2 separate regions of the Pan troglodytes genome follow, and region 2 is linked to region 1. Evidence: chromatin contacts called from public capture Hi-C data. All regions are on one chromosome and are shown on one strand. Each heading gives the region's core, a stretch centred on a gene start, on an enhancer-like site or on the middle of the called end of the contact. The rest is flanking DNA. Distances are from core to core; before and after follow the strand shown. Region 1 has its middle 24 kb from the start of ADGRD1. Region 2 overlaps ADGRD1 (adhesion G protein-coupled receptor D1).

Evidence for each region. Capture Hi-C pulls out chosen DNA fragments and counts their contacts.
Region 2: a contact with region 1 is called in a capture Hi-C map of stem cell-derived neural stem cells, with 4 times the contacts expected there. The contact joins two enhancer-like sites. A contact is called at or near these places in 2 of 7 Hi-C or Micro-C datasets (a lymphoblastoid cell line and stem cell-derived neural progenitor cells) and 1 of 1 other capture datasets (stem cell-derived neural stem cells).

Annotation. Positions count from the first base shown.
Region 1 is chr10:137,747,628-137,751,050 of NHGRI_mPanTro3-v2.0_pri, reverse strand. No RefSeq gene overlaps it. Among named protein-coding and RNA genes, the nearest start is that of ADGRD1, 24 kb to the left of the region's middle. Within about 2 kb of position 1,595, at least 6 of the 24 cell types and tissues checked have an H3K27ac peak or open chromatin away from gene starts, as enhancers often do. A contact at or near this core is called in stem cell-derived neural stem cells, where this site is marked.
Region 2 is chr10:137,951,735-137,955,157 of NHGRI_mPanTro3-v2.0_pri, reverse strand. ADGRD1 (adhesion G protein-coupled receptor D1) reads right to left here. Exons shown (of 25, transcript XM_024348159.3): 21 at 2,288-2,379. Among named protein-coding and RNA genes, the nearest start is that of ADGRD1, 180 kb to the right of the region's middle. Within about 2 kb of position 1,902, at least 6 of the 24 cell types and tissues checked have an H3K27ac peak or open chromatin away from gene starts, as enhancers often do. A contact at or near this core is called in stem cell-derived neural stem cells, where this site is marked.

The DNA of each region.
Region 1 (3,423 bases), core at 346-2,845:
CCTGCTGCGACCCACAGGGAATCAGCATCCGAGGTCCTGCCCGCCCGGGTCCGTGTGGGTCTCGACAGGCACCTGCTGCGACCCACAGGGAATCAGCATCCGAGGTCCTGCCCGCCCGGGTCCGTGTGGGTCTCGACAGGCACCTGCTGCGACCCACAGGGAATCAGCATCCGAGGTCCTGCCCGCCCGGGTCCGTGTGGGTCTCGACAGGCACCTGCTGCGACCCACAGGGAATCAGCATCCGAGGTCCTGCCCGCCCGGGTCCGTGTGGGTCTCGACAGGCACCTGCTGCGACCCACAGGGAATCAGCATCCGAGGTCCTGCCCGCCCGGGTCCGTGTGGGTCTCGACAGGCACCTGCTGCGACCCACAGGGAATCAGCATCCGAGGTCCTGCCCGCCCGGGTCCGTGTGGGTCTCGACAGGCACCTGCTGCGACCCACAGGGAATCAGCATCCGAGGTCCTGCCCGCCCGGGTCCGTGTGGGTCTCGACAGGCACCTGCTGCGACCCACAGGGAATCAGCATCCGAGGTCCTGCCCGCCCGGGTCCGTGTGGGTCTCGACAGGCACCTGCTGCGACCCACAGGGAATCAGCATCCGAGGTCCTGCCCGCCCGGGTCCGTGTGGGTCTCGACAGGCACCTGCTGCGACCCACAGGGAATCAGCATCCGAGGTCCTGCCCGCCCGGGTCCGTGTGGGTCTCGACAGGCACCTGCTGCGACCCACAGGGAATCAGCATCCGAGGTCCTGCCCGCCCGGGTCCGTGTGGGTCTCGACAGGCACCTGCTGCGACCCACAGGGAATCAGCATCCGAGGTCCTGCCCGCCCGGGTCCGTGTGGGTCTCGACAGGCACCTGCTGCCTGCCTCCGTGTCGGGGCCCTGAGGAGCGCCCGGACACCGGGAGCCTCATGGGTGCAGCGATCAGGCCAAAACCTGGGGAGTCATCCTGGGGACAGGCTTGACCCCCGGGATCTGACGTGGGGACGCCACGAGGGGCCTGGATCCTCCATCTCAGGCGGCCTCCCGTTCCCCAGCTCTCTGGTCTATCCCACATCGGGGACTGTGGGGCTCTGGAGAATTCCCGCAGTGCCCACAGGAACCACTTCAGAAGCCGCTTGCACAACCAAAAACGTCCTCGTCTACTGTGGGGCTTGTCATTGAAAGGGGTTGGTGACACCCACATCTGGGCTTGCATCTGACGTGTGTTTACGTCCACTTCAGTGGTGACAACCTCCCTGCCTCCCGCCCCCCGAGCTGCAAACAAAAGAGCCCTTCATGCCCCTTAGAGGTTGCCTTTGTATCTTTTCTCCAGGGCTCACCCATACTTATTTGTTTTCGATGTGGTGTTTTGCTAAGTGTCCTTGGAATGTGTCTCGTTGGCCAATTGAGCTGGAATAGAACAGAAAAGGAGGCGGCCATTAGTGCCGTTAATTCCTTAAAAATCATTTCTTAAAAAACAAGGAAGTAGCAGCACCCTGTCGGTTTCTCCGTCAGTTTCTCTTCTGTCCTCAGCTGTCATTCATCTTTCCAGAATGAAAGGCACCTGCTGAGTCCCTAGAGCACAGCTAGACCCCAGATGTACCTCAGAGCCCTGAAACCCCAGCCACGCTCTGTCCTTTCATGATGCCACATGGAAGGCAATAGATCAAATGTCACTTTTGACTACAGTTATGATAAAAAGGAGGGGAATGAACTTACGAGACTCTCCCTGGCTGGCAGAAAGTTCATCAGGGTTGATGTTTTTATCTTTCACTTTAATCTATAGTTTCATTTTACTCGGAGGTTAGTTGATAACATAGCTAAGAGATCCCTGTGCCATCTCTGGTGCTAAAATATTTAGTAAATCTGGAAGAAAATGGTTTCATAAACTTCCCAGGTGTTAGATTGCATTTCTAGTTGGCCTCATTTCCCAAAAAGACTTACAACCCACGGAAACTCCAGAGGAGCTGGGTTATCTCACATCGTGCTGTTCTAAAATAAAGTGGCAAAAGCTATTGGCTGTTTAATGAGTCTGAGACTTCTCTCATTAGAAGGGGAATAAGAGAGATGCCATAATGGAGATGACTTTGCGGTTGGGGATTTTGGGTTTAGGGGAGCACGGTTTGCAGAACCAGAGGCTCTCCTGGTACATCTATGGCTCAGGGTACAGGGGACAAGGAGGGGAGCAGGAAGAGTGTAAGTGTGTGTCCCAGCATCCCAGCGTTCAACCTCACTCTCGAAGTTGCAGCCTCCCAGCCTCAGGGGGAGAGGGACAACAGAAAACATATGTGAAGGGATGAATAATGATTTCTGTGTCTCAATGATTTTATTTATTTCCTTGACCCTAAATTTTGGATGTCTATAAACCACACTTTAAAAAAATTCTGTAACTCAGAATGTGAGGAATTTGGGAAATTGAAAATGTTTATTTCCTGAGCTCATTTGTTTGCCTCCCATTTACCAACAGCATGTGGTTCCACATCACTGAGGGAAAATATGCTATTTAGGCAATTACCAAGTATCATCTTTCCTGAACCCTGATCCAGAGCATAACCTCCTGCATGTCACTTTAAACTCATTAATTACCATTTTTAGTAGAAATGCAGTGACTGCAGGGGTGTCGCTTGTGTGCCTCACTGCTTTTTTTTTTTGGAGACAGAGTCTCACTATGTCGCCCAGGCTGGAGTGCAGTGGTGTGATCTTGGCTCAGTGCAACTTCCGCCTCCCGGGTTCAAGCAATTATCATGCCTCAGCCTCCTGAGTAGCTGGGATTATAGGCATGCACCACCACCCCCGCTAATGTTTGTATTTTGAGTACAGACAGGGTTTTGCCACGTTGGCCAGGCTGGTCTCAAACTCCTGACCTCAGGTGATCCACCACCTTGGCCTCCCAAAGTGTTGGGATTACAGGCGTGAGCCACTATGCCTGGCCCTCATTCCTTCTCTGGTTCTTTGTCACATTATTCCTATAATGGTATAAACTATTCTTTTTTCTGTTGTTTTTGTTTTTCAGACAAGGTCTTGCTCTGTTTCCCAGGCTGGAGTGCAATAATGCAATCATGGCTCACTGCAGCCTCAACCTCTCAGGATCAAATGATCCTCCCACCTCAGCCTCCTGAGTAGCTGGGACTACAGGCACGTGACATGACATCCAGCTAATTTTTAAATTTTTTTGTAGAGATGAGGTCTCACTATGTTATCCAGGCTGGTCTCGAACTTCCAGGCTCAAGGGATCTGTCCACCTAAGCCTCCCAAAGTGCTGGGATTACAGGCCTAAGCCACCATCCCCAGCCCAGAAACTATTCTTTTTAAATTTCTTTCTTTTGTACATGTGCTCAGAGATGATTAAACACAAAGCATGCCAAGTGGTAATGATAAATGTAGAAAGTAACAGTTTGTAATCTATTTACATGAATCATATTAAGCTACAGAACAGCGCATTCT
Region 2 (3,423 bases), core at 653-3,152, 200 kb before region 1:
TTTCAGGAGTCTGGAATCACAATCAATAAACAGAGACTTTTTTAAAAAGTGAAAGCCAGGCTTCTCCCCCTTCTCAGACCTCACCTATTCTATTCTCCACTTTTCTTGGGGTAGGGGGGTGGCAGGGAAGTGAAAGCCAACCCTGTGGAGGGCCCCTGAGGAAGAATCTTATCTTGTTATTCACTGAGTACTGGGCTGCTTGGCACTAAGAAAATCACTAGAGTAAAACCAGAGGATGAAGAATAGGAAGGTGCTGGGGAAGCTTCCTCACGATGCAGTGACTGCCTCTTCCTGCCTGGCGCCTGCTCCCTGGCTGTGCTTCGTCAGCCCTGGGAGTCAAGTGTTACACAATCCACACTAAGAAGATTGTATTGTGAGGAAATATCCCTGAGGGGTAGACCTGGCCGCCCAAAGGAGAGGAGCTGAAGGCATTGGGAAATGTGCTGGGTTGCACAATGGAGAGGGACCCAGAGTGGTCTGTCCCCAGAGACGCCTGCCTGCACCTCCCTGGGAGGGACGCATCCCTGGGCTGCCAGGTGCAGACTCAGGTGGGAAGGATGGGCAATGCCTTCAGCTGTGCCCTGCAAAGACCTGGGCATGCTCTCCCGGGGCACGCTACCTCGAGCCTTCACAAGAGCTGCAGACACAGTGCCAGCCTGTCGCTTGGAGGACATTGCCATGGAGAAGCAAAGGCAGTGGACAGAAGCTGCTTCCTGGGTGGGCACTGATGGGAGGATGGGGGGCAGTGGGGTAGAGATGGAAGGCGGTGCACAGGTGAGGGGCAGGTGCACAGGGGTGTTCTGGTGACAGTGGAAGTAGTGGCCTCATGGGGCTCAGACAGGGGAGTGTGAGCTTTTGCTGGAGACAAGCTGGCAACAGACTGGCTGACCCTGAACGCTGAGGTGAGGGCCTGGGGAGCTGAGGGCTGGGGTGAGGAAGGGACAGGTCCCTCCCCAGCCAGGCCATGAGAGGTCCAGGAGACCATCCTGGTCGCAGCAATGGAAGAGGAAAGGACGTGATCTCTGACCCCACGAGCATCTCTTCTCGCACGGGGCACAACCCTTGAAGGTTTCCAGGAGCTGAACAGCCCAAGGAGGCTGCAGCCTCTTGTCAAGTTAATTTATGGTGTTTGGAATTCATTACAGACTAATTCTCTCATAGATTCGCTGCTGACATATTTGCCACTTTTGCTTTCACATCAGAACAGATACGCGGTGGCTGAAGTAACATTACAGAATGTCAGCTGCCTGGTACCCACGCCCTGCTTTTCACAAAGCCCCCGAATTCCCTGCGAGGGACCGCCTCCCCAGCTTTCAGCCCTGTGGTTTGGGGGTGCTGACTGAACAGTCACACGGTCATATGAGTGAATCCCCCTCTACAGGGTCTGGCTCAGGGAGGGCACAGGTCCAGCCTGAGTCCCCATGGTCCTCCAGGCGCAGGCCTCTGTCTCAGCAGGTGGGACGGGGACTCCCCCTTGGGCCTGAACCCCTGCCGCAGCCATTCTGCCACCAGGGGGCAGAGTCGACCTCAGCCTGAAGCCAACACTAAGGATGCGAAGGCGAGCTGGGCCCCCGTGCTGCAACTGCCAAAGAATTCCTGCAACGCCAGGACTTCTGAGCTCTGGACTTTACAGTCAGCTGCGTCAGTGAGTCCCCCTTCTGCTTAGGCCAGTGCATGCTGGGATTTCTGTCACCTGCAATCGGCTGGGCCGTAAGAGATGCAGGTCAGGACACCCCCGATCGCAGTGAGTTGTGTGGCTGGAATCCCTCCCAGAGACCCCGCCCCTTTTCCAGGCGGGGCAGCCCAGAGCACGCCAGGACACTGCTCTCCCTTGCACCTTCCCTGATGTGCCAGCTGAGGGGGAACCTGTTATCATCCCGTTCTGCACGTGAGGAAGGCGAGGTGCCGAGGGGCTAAGCTCACTGAGCCCAGCAGATGGCCAGGGCAGACGTGGGACTGGCAGGGGCTTTCTGGCTCTAGAATCTTCCCCGTTGCCACCCCCCAGCTGCTCATCACCCTGGGGTGAAGAAATCCCTAGGAGAACTCCGTAGACTCCGTTCTTCTACACATGGGAGCTCTGGGGCTGGGTAAAGGCCCTGTCCCGGGTCACGAGAGCCAAGCGAGGGTGTGAAACCAGAGCTGCCCCGAGATGGCAGGGACACGGAGCAAGTGGAGGACTTTGGTGCCGGCCACAAGAGGCAGGAGTGGCTATCTCTCCTGTGACCTCAAAGCAGTCCTCTGGGGGCAGAAGGGCCGTGGCACTGCTGGCAGCCTGAGGTCAACTTACTTGAAGGCACTGGGGTCTCCATGGATCTTGTAGTTGTCGGCGCTGATCTGTGAGATGACTCTGGTCACAGCGATGAGGATGCCAATGTTGACCTGCACAAGAAGCCATGGAGGAAGGTGAGGGGGGCCTGGGCTGCACCTGCAGGAGAGCTGCATCCGCCTGGCCACTGCCCTCACCACAGGCTACCCCTGCCCAGCCAGGGCTCCTGGGACACAGGGGCGTCACTGGGACAAATCTCACCCTGTTCCGTGGGCTTTTACCAACACACACAACATGCAAGCTTGCCTCCGAGAGCTCCTGCACTGAGAAGACAGCAGAGACGAGTTCTAGTCCCAGGAACACATCCGGGCATGAGGGCAGGAGCCTGGGCCAGACCTTATCTTAGCATTGCTTCGTTAGTGTGACCCTGGGCAACTCACCCAGATCCTCGGAGCCTCAGTGCCCCAGGTGATGAGAAGGATAGTGCCCACTGTGCAAACGACTGCTCAATGTGCCAGGCCCCGGCACAGCGGCTGGCTCTCATCTCCCGCCCCGGCCCAGGCCTGCGGCTGCGTGAGCCACAGAAGCTGTGGCAGAGGGGCATCATCTCCTGCCAGCACCCCTCCTTGCTGGGAAACTGCTGGAAGGCTCCTGTTGGGACCTATGGGGCTGGGCGGGGCACTGAGGGGCCCTGGCAGAGGCTTCAGCACAACCTGCCCCTCACCTGGGCGGCTCCCTCAGTAGGAGGCTGGCGAGGCAGGCGCAGCATGGGGAAGAACCCCCTAGTGTCCTCTGGCTGCGGGGTTAGGGTGAGGGTTAGCCTTCTCCTTTGTGTCTGAAAAATTCTGAGGCCGTGTACAGAGTCAGCAAGGAGTCCAGTTCCAGGATAAAGTCCTCTGTGTGAATTCTCAGGCTCGAACTTTCAGGCAATGAACAGGGCTCTACCTCGCCGGCCTCACAGGGCAGCTGCTGTCCCCACGCCAGCCTGGGCGCGGCCAGAGCCTGGCAGTCTCTGAAGGGAGCTGCAGTCGGAGGGCAGCCACTGGGGCCCCGCACGGGATGGCCAGCCTCGCTCTCCCCTCACACGGGATGGGCCGGCCTCGCTCTTCCCCCGCACGGGATGGGCCAGCCTCGCTGTTCCACACACCTGCACCCCT